Regions from separate parts of the Mus musculus genome. Here region 1 is linked to region 2. A link is a contact called in public Hi-C data. All regions are on one chromosome and are shown on one strand. Each heading gives the region's core, a stretch centred on a gene start, on an enhancer-like site or on the middle of the called end of the contact. The rest is flanking DNA. Distances are from core to core; before and after follow the strand shown. Region 1 overlaps Slc10a7 (solute carrier family 10 (sodium/bile acid cotransporter family), member 7). Region 2 has its middle 29 kb from the start of Pou4f2.

Evidence for each region. Hi-C and Micro-C count contacts between places; a contact is called where the count stands out from the background.
Region 1: a contact with region 2 is called in a Hi-C map of Sertoli cells, with 2.3 times the contacts expected there. The contact joins two enhancer-like sites. A contact is called at or near these places in 2 of 484 Hi-C or Micro-C datasets (Sertoli cells and embryonic stem cells) and 4 of 9 other capture datasets (adipose tissue, embryonic stem cells, liver and 1 more).

Annotation. Positions count from the first base shown.
Region 1 is chr8:78,583,738-78,587,102 of GRCm38.p6, forward strand. The region is part of intron 5 of Slc10a7 (solute carrier family 10 (sodium/bile acid cotransporter family), member 7); the gene reads left to right. Among named protein-coding and RNA genes, the nearest start is that of Slc10a7, 76 kb to the left of the region's middle. Within about 2 kb of position 1,259, at least 63 of the 459 cell types and tissues checked have an H3K27ac peak or open chromatin away from gene starts, as enhancers often do. A contact at or near this core is called in Sertoli cells, where this site is marked.
Region 2 is chr8:78,463,742-78,467,370 of GRCm38.p6, forward strand. No RefSeq gene overlaps it. Among named protein-coding and RNA genes, the nearest start is that of Pou4f2, 29 kb to the left of the region's middle. Within about 2 kb of position 1,835, at least 12 of the 459 cell types and tissues checked have an H3K27ac peak or open chromatin away from gene starts, as enhancers often do. A contact at or near this core is called in Sertoli cells, where this site is marked.

The sequences.
Region 1 (3,365 bases), core at 9-2,508, 120 kb after region 2:
TACCATGCCAGCCCCATGCTTCAAAACCCCCACAGCCGTTGTGGTTCACATCTGGCAAACCCATGCTTTTCTGCCATCCCTTTCTCTCTCAAACCCAGTTGAACCACTGTGTAAAGGAAAACACCACACAAACTTATTAGTTCAGAAACAATGGTAACTCAATCACTGGCATGGCAACTAGAATCCTATTCTTGTAAGCCATGATAAATCTAAATCCTCTGTGGCAAATACTGGCATATTTGCCATTAAGTCTGGTAGCTATATCTTGCTCTCTCGCTATCCCCAATATCTTGCTCTCTTGCTATCCCCATCCCCAAAGCCCCTAACTCTCTCCAGCTTCCTCTCTTCCTCCATCCAACCAAAAGTCCTGCCTACTCGTTCAGTGATTGGCTCCTTTATTCATTAGGGGATAGGTCACAAGAAGTCACCTGAGTACTCATCCAGACAGCCCCTCCAGGGTAAATGGAATTAACATCAAAATACAAACAACTCCAGGGCCATCCACAACAAGAACAAACAAGCATCCTTGTTTCCAGGTGGCTAGTGCCACCCTGCACAGCACCATTTCAAACTCATCCTTGTAGCTTGGATGTCACACGATCAAGACTTTTGAAAGGACTTTGCCTTTACAGCTTGTTTTCCAGATGTTTCCCTTTACAGCAAGGAGCATACCACCTGTTGGGACTAACAGACATCCTGAAGGCTGGATTGCTGGCTAGTTTGACTAGTCGTGCTGATTAGCTTAGTCTAGCCACACAAACTGAGGCTCAGGTGGGCCAGATACTGTGCTCTGTGCTCAAATTCCAAGCTCAGGACCACAGATACAGGAGGGTGCATGGGGCTTGCTGGCTAACCAGCCTACCCTACATTTGAGTTACAGACCAGGAAGTAAGTGACCCTGTCTCAGCCAACAGAGTGGATCCTAGCTTACACACACAGTGACAAAGTATTACCACTGGTTCATTTAACAGCGTGACACAAAACACAGAGCTCACCCAAAGGGAACACAAGTTGATTCTAAAGCCAAATATGAGTGATAGAGGACCAGGAACACAGACTTAGGGCTCCACAAATCCCACATTTCAATATGGAAGCAGTTTCATAAAGCTTTTATAATAACAAGGACACAGAAAAATCATAAATAAAACACTTCCTAAACACATTAGGTAGATTAGTTGCAGCAAATAGGCTTCCTCTCTGCTGTTGGCCTCAGATGCCTCTGATGTCATCTTAACCTTCTGGTTTTAGAGGTGGGGGAGGGCTAGGTTTCTGTACATTCCGAAGGACTTACCTCACTCATTGGCCCAAAGAGAGTAGCTCCCACACAAGGAGGAACAATAAAGAACTATTAAGGGCACTAAAGATGGCCCAAGATAATTTGGCTCTGGCTGCAGGATGTCGGTCCCAAGCTCCAGAGCTCTGCAGATCCAGGGAAGGCTGCAGCTTCTCACCCAGAGCTTCCTTCACACAAGAGAAAATTACCTTGAATGTCCTCAGAGCCCTGTTAGTGCACTGCGTGGTTCTAGACACTGAAGCAAAAGCACAGCACATAAATAAGTATGTGGAGAAAAGCTACAGTAAAAGCATGAAGCGGCAGGAAGTCAGGGCCGCCCCCAGTGCTGGTTCCCAGCACCCCGCCTCCATTATGGGCCTTGCCATGTCAGCGTGCTCTTTGTTAAATCAGACCCACTTTTAAAATTTGAATTTATCTCAAGCCCCCAAATTCACAGCAACACTATAAATAAAAGGCTATCTTGTTATGACTAGAGGTAGCAGATATTAAATCACACAGGAAAAAGCTGCTGTAACTTCACAGATAATCCTGCAGCCTACACAGGCTGTCTCTTGCCTGCCCACCCTCTCCTCTCCGAAAGATGGAATTAGCACCATTACAGGGAGAATTTGCCTGTGTCTGAGTCAGCCTATTCTCTAATTCTCTCCTTGTGTCCACTGAGTCCCTTGATACACTGTGCTTTTGGGTTTCTAAATCACTTCGTCAAGAAACAGGTTAGAACTCCTTGAGACAGACAAGGAAAAATCCAGACTCATGGATTCCGGCAGTGGGGTGCGTGCCTGTCTCTCTCAGATCCTTCTCTGTACAGTGCTTGTCCAACACTAGCCAAGTGTGTCCAAGGCCAGGCAGGCCAGGATAAGAAGATGCTCCCCTGCTTAGGGAGGAGGACGGGCTCACACTCTTATCTGAATTAGCCAATGGAAATTAAAAAGTGGTCTTGTTATTTAATAAAAATGCGCAGAACGTCTCTCAAGTCCACTTTAGCAGCACAGTGCTCCTGTAGCCTGTTGGGACTGGTGAAGCCTTAAATGCATTAGTCACAGTGGCCATTTTTCTTGCAGATTTGTGACGTGGATTTAATTATGGGGATGACCAGCAACTTACAAATCTAATTTTGGTGGAGGTTGAGGCCATTTTTTTTTTTTTTAATAATGATGGATTTTTTTAAGCAATGATTTCATTACTATTTAAAGAAATCTACTAGTGTAGAACTAGCCAATTGACTAGAGTTATTTTATTACCCATTAACAAATACCATTAATTTTTATAATGTCATCATTTCCAAACTAAAAAAGTATTTGCTCCAAAATCTTTTTGCCCAGTAATAAATAATATACATTACGTACTCTGGATGTTTATAAAGGTCCTCTTTAGAAACATGTCCCTCGAAGTTGTTTAAAACCAAGATTAAGTTTTCTTAATTTGGATTCAAGCTACTAGAACTGCTATAGAACTGGGCTTTCAGCCCTGCAACCCTTGGTTCTTAATGGGCGCACAGTTCTCATCTTAGTTTTCATCCTCCAAGCACACACCTACCAAGGGTAATCTATTCTTCCACTGTAACTATCTCTGATTGACCATTTGTTTTATTATTGTTGGCAGAAAGTTCAAATTTTCTTGCCAATATCCCTTTTGGGTATTAATATTTGCCCATGTTGGGTGTTCAGTTCTGAGCTCTGACAAGCGAACCCATGTATGTTGTGGCAGTCTAGGATAAGGTGATTTCTATTTGGTCAGAGGTTCTTTTGTGCCTCTTTGTTCTCAGCCCTTCTCTCAGCTGAGCTCCCAACACTGAATGTGTCCCTTTGCTTATTCCAGAGGGACCTGTCCATCTTTCCAGAGGAGGCTGGCTACCTACCTTCCCTTTGTGATTTTCCCTTTTGTGGCTCTTGTCCTGTTACCAGGTGCATCAGCGAACCTTGTCATTGCTGAGTCACATTGCATTGCTTAGTACGTGATTGTTGATGAGCTTTAAGTTGTGGGATACTTCAGATAGTGAATGATTTCCAGTGTGTGTTAAGGGTTTGAAAGTCCCTAGGGTGCAGCTGTTGGGAGGTGCTGTGAATCTTAG
Region 2 (3,629 bases), core at 585-3,084:
GACACTTTTGTTATTATTTCTAGGGGGTGGGGAGATAAGCTAGCTTTGCCACACCACTGTCAGTGTGCGCGTGTGTTTGAAGAGCCTGCAGAAGATGTTGCAATCCCCCTCTTACATTCTCAGAGCTTGCCTTGAGACAGGTTCTCTCAAGGAACCTAGAGCTTGCTGGCTATTTGTCTAGGCTGGTAGCCAGCGACCCCAGTGCTGTGCCTGTCTCCTCTTCCAATCTGGTGCTGACATTTCTTACATGATGCTAGGGATCTGAACCCAAGTTCCCATGTCTGGCCAGGAAGTATTCTTACCCACTGCCCCATCTCCCCAGTCTTGCCCATTAACATCTTAAGCAGTCATAAGGGCTTATAAGCAAACAAATGTTTCAGTCCTATGATTTGCACTGAGGCAGATGACGCATGCCTGAAAATTGCTCATTCCAGGCTGCCCAGCAATGAGGTCAGAAGTGCACAACCTTCTCCCTACCATTTATACCATTTTTCAAAAACTATCAACTTAAATGTTTCTCTCTTTTTTTTAAATTCAGCAACGGAGACCAATTTCAATCTCAGCTTATTGTGTGCTAACTTGAGAACATTTTTTTAAAAAAATATATTGCTTCATTTTTAATTGCCTTTTAAGTCAAACCTTCTTCTGCTGGAATAGACCCTGCTCACAGTGCTCAGAGGAAAAGCCTGCTCATGACTGGGTGGTTCCACTCGTGGCCCAGACGCTGTGCTCTCTGGGAGTTTAGTGGAGAGGACTCATTTGCATACCCAGATGGGGATGGTGACAGTTCTGCTGCAGCCATGCCTAGAGGCCCAGGACAGAGCTGGATTTTGAATCACTTTATCTTTTCTGACTCTCGGGTGAGAGGAAGCCTATCTGGTTTGGAGAGATGGAGTGGAATCCTATCTTGTTCTCCGACTTCAAAGGCTTTCCCTTTCTTCCACCTCCTGAGTGTCATTGTCCCTGAAAGGAAGGTGTTCCCAGCCCTAAGCTCCTCAGTTTATGGCTAATGTTTTCTATGAAAAAGCATCATTAAGGAAGACAGTGGGTGGCCCTGACAGCAGAGGTGCCCTGTGGAGAGATCACTCAGCAGCAGGAGCCATCTCATGGACCGGGTGACACTTGAAGGCCAATCCTGAGCGTGACCTCCATCTTAAAGAGTCATAGGGATATCTATTTGAGGTGATCACCTCATCCCCCATGAAACGTTGCAAACTCAGCTCAGAAATGATCTGTCTTTCCAATCCAAGCCACAAAAGGGAGATTCTCAAGCAATGTTCTTCAAAGTTTGCTTCCATGAGGCATTCAGTCACCTGGCTACTCAGAAGGAATCGTGTGTGCCCTGTTCTCCAATCCTGTGAGAATGTGCTTTCAAGAGACAGATGAGTAAATATCAGGAAACACAATTAAACACGCTCTCTTAATTGGAGGGAGCTACTTTGCTCATGCTGGTAGAAGGTTGTGTGGACTTCCTGCTGTCTATCCTGATAGTAACTAACTGAGCTACATGGTGAGGCCCAGGCCTCAGTGCCACCAAATTGGCAAGAGCTTCAAGGCCACCATAAAATAACTGCCCCATGAACCCACCATGCTCTGCTTGTTTGGGGCATGAGCCCTGACTTCCCTACTTAACACACTCAAAGCCTCTTTCTTGATCATCTTCCCAAGAATCCAGCAAGTGACATAACATCAGATTCACAACATTAGCAACTCCCACAAGGACAGGCTGTCAATCATACCTCTTTGGCTTTGTTCATCTTGTAATACTCTGACACAGTGTTCTTTCCTTTGAGACAGGATCTTACAAAATTCCACAAACTGACCTTGAACTAGCCCTGAATGCCAGACATTCCCAGGACTCACTATCTTCCCACTTCATCCTCCAAATAGCTGAATGCATGTGTTCCCAGGTCTGGATCATGTGCCATATCAAGTATTCAAACAGACACCAGGCATATCTACTATATGTGGTAGCTGCAGGATATTTTCTTCATATGTTAACTTCATTGCCAGGAGATCTCCCCACCCCGCCAGGATATTTAATCAAGGCATACCTATGCTAATATTTAAAAAGTTTCAACCATTTAAATAAAACCAGCATGTCAGAACTGAATATACTTAATACAGTTCCTTAAAAAAATTAAGAATTCTACTTGTTACTGGCAACCACTTAGTAGCCCTGGCTCTTCAGTTCAATTAATCCCATGAAGCATGAAGTATAAGAGAAAGACCATATCTGAAATCATTCTTATTCATGGCTAGAGACCGTGACAATTCTAACAAGTCCTTTGGGATCTTGGATAATGTTTAAGACGTCAATGAGCAAGGGCTGCTCCTGCTTGGGGTGAAGGGAGACTTGCCAGCTAGATAGCTCTATGTAGAGAACATGTGAATTGAAATGTCTGAGCCATTCAAAGGTATCTGGGGTTTTCTACCTGCTTCTGCCCTTCATATTCAGATGATGGACAACTAGAACTCATGGACTCCAAGTGCTCTCAGCCTCCTCCAGAGAAGTCTACTGGAAAGGAAGTCATTGTGACTTCCACCATTGATGCTCAGCCTTCCACATCCCAAGTCAAACAGTAGAGAAAAGCGACATGTTTGGTTTTATTTGCATGTTCATTATAGCAAATAGAATGAAGTGTGTTAAGAGCATGTGCTTTCAGGTAATGAGAATATAGTCAGTGACTTAAAAAAAAAAGATCTGTGTTGGTGATGCTCATGATCCTTGCTCCTAGGGAGCTAGGCTGATGTCCACGATCCATGCTGCCACCGGAAAAGATGCTGGTGTCCACGATCCAGCTGCTACGAGCACAGATGCTCCTTTTGCAGTGGTATTGATAACTACCCACTCATAAACGAGAATGAGAGACATTGAAGGCTTCTGTGACTCACCCCCCCCCCCTCAAAAAAAGGAAACAGTTCAGACAGGAAGCTATTAAGAGAGTCCTTTAAAAAATGTATTCACAGCTAATCAATTCTGGTTGGGGGAGCAGACCTCAGTTATCTTTAAGGGGCTGGCCACTGGGAGCTTGCTTATGCTACAATGGGTACATGGGTAACACCAATTGGATTTGGGGTGGGGGGTTCTTGTCTTTGTTTTTGTTTGGGAGGGTTCAAGGGGGAAAGGTGAGCCTGGGAGGACTGGGAAGCAAGCATGATGGGGTATATTGAATAAAATTCACAAATAATTAATAAAAATATTACATTTGGAGAAAATTAAAATAAAAATAATAACAATTTTTTAAATCCATTTATTTTTATTATTTGGCAACAACTGTTTGCCTGCATGTGTGTTTGTGTGTGTGTGTGTGTGTGTGTGTGTGTGTGTGTGTGTGTGTGTGTGTGTGTAGCTAGTGCTATAGAGATCGGAAAGCAGTACTGGATCCCTGGACCTGGAATTATGAGTGGTTGTAAGCTATCATGTAGGTACTGGGAATCAACACAGGCCTTCTACAGAAGCAGTCAGTGCTCTTAATTGCTGAGCCATTTCCCTAGCCTCCTCCTCCTCTCCCTCCTCCTCCTCTTCTTCCTCCTCCAATTTCATTTATTTCATTTATTATAAGTACACTGTAGCTGTCTTCAGACACTCTAGAAGAGGTCATCATATCCCATTACAGATGGTTATG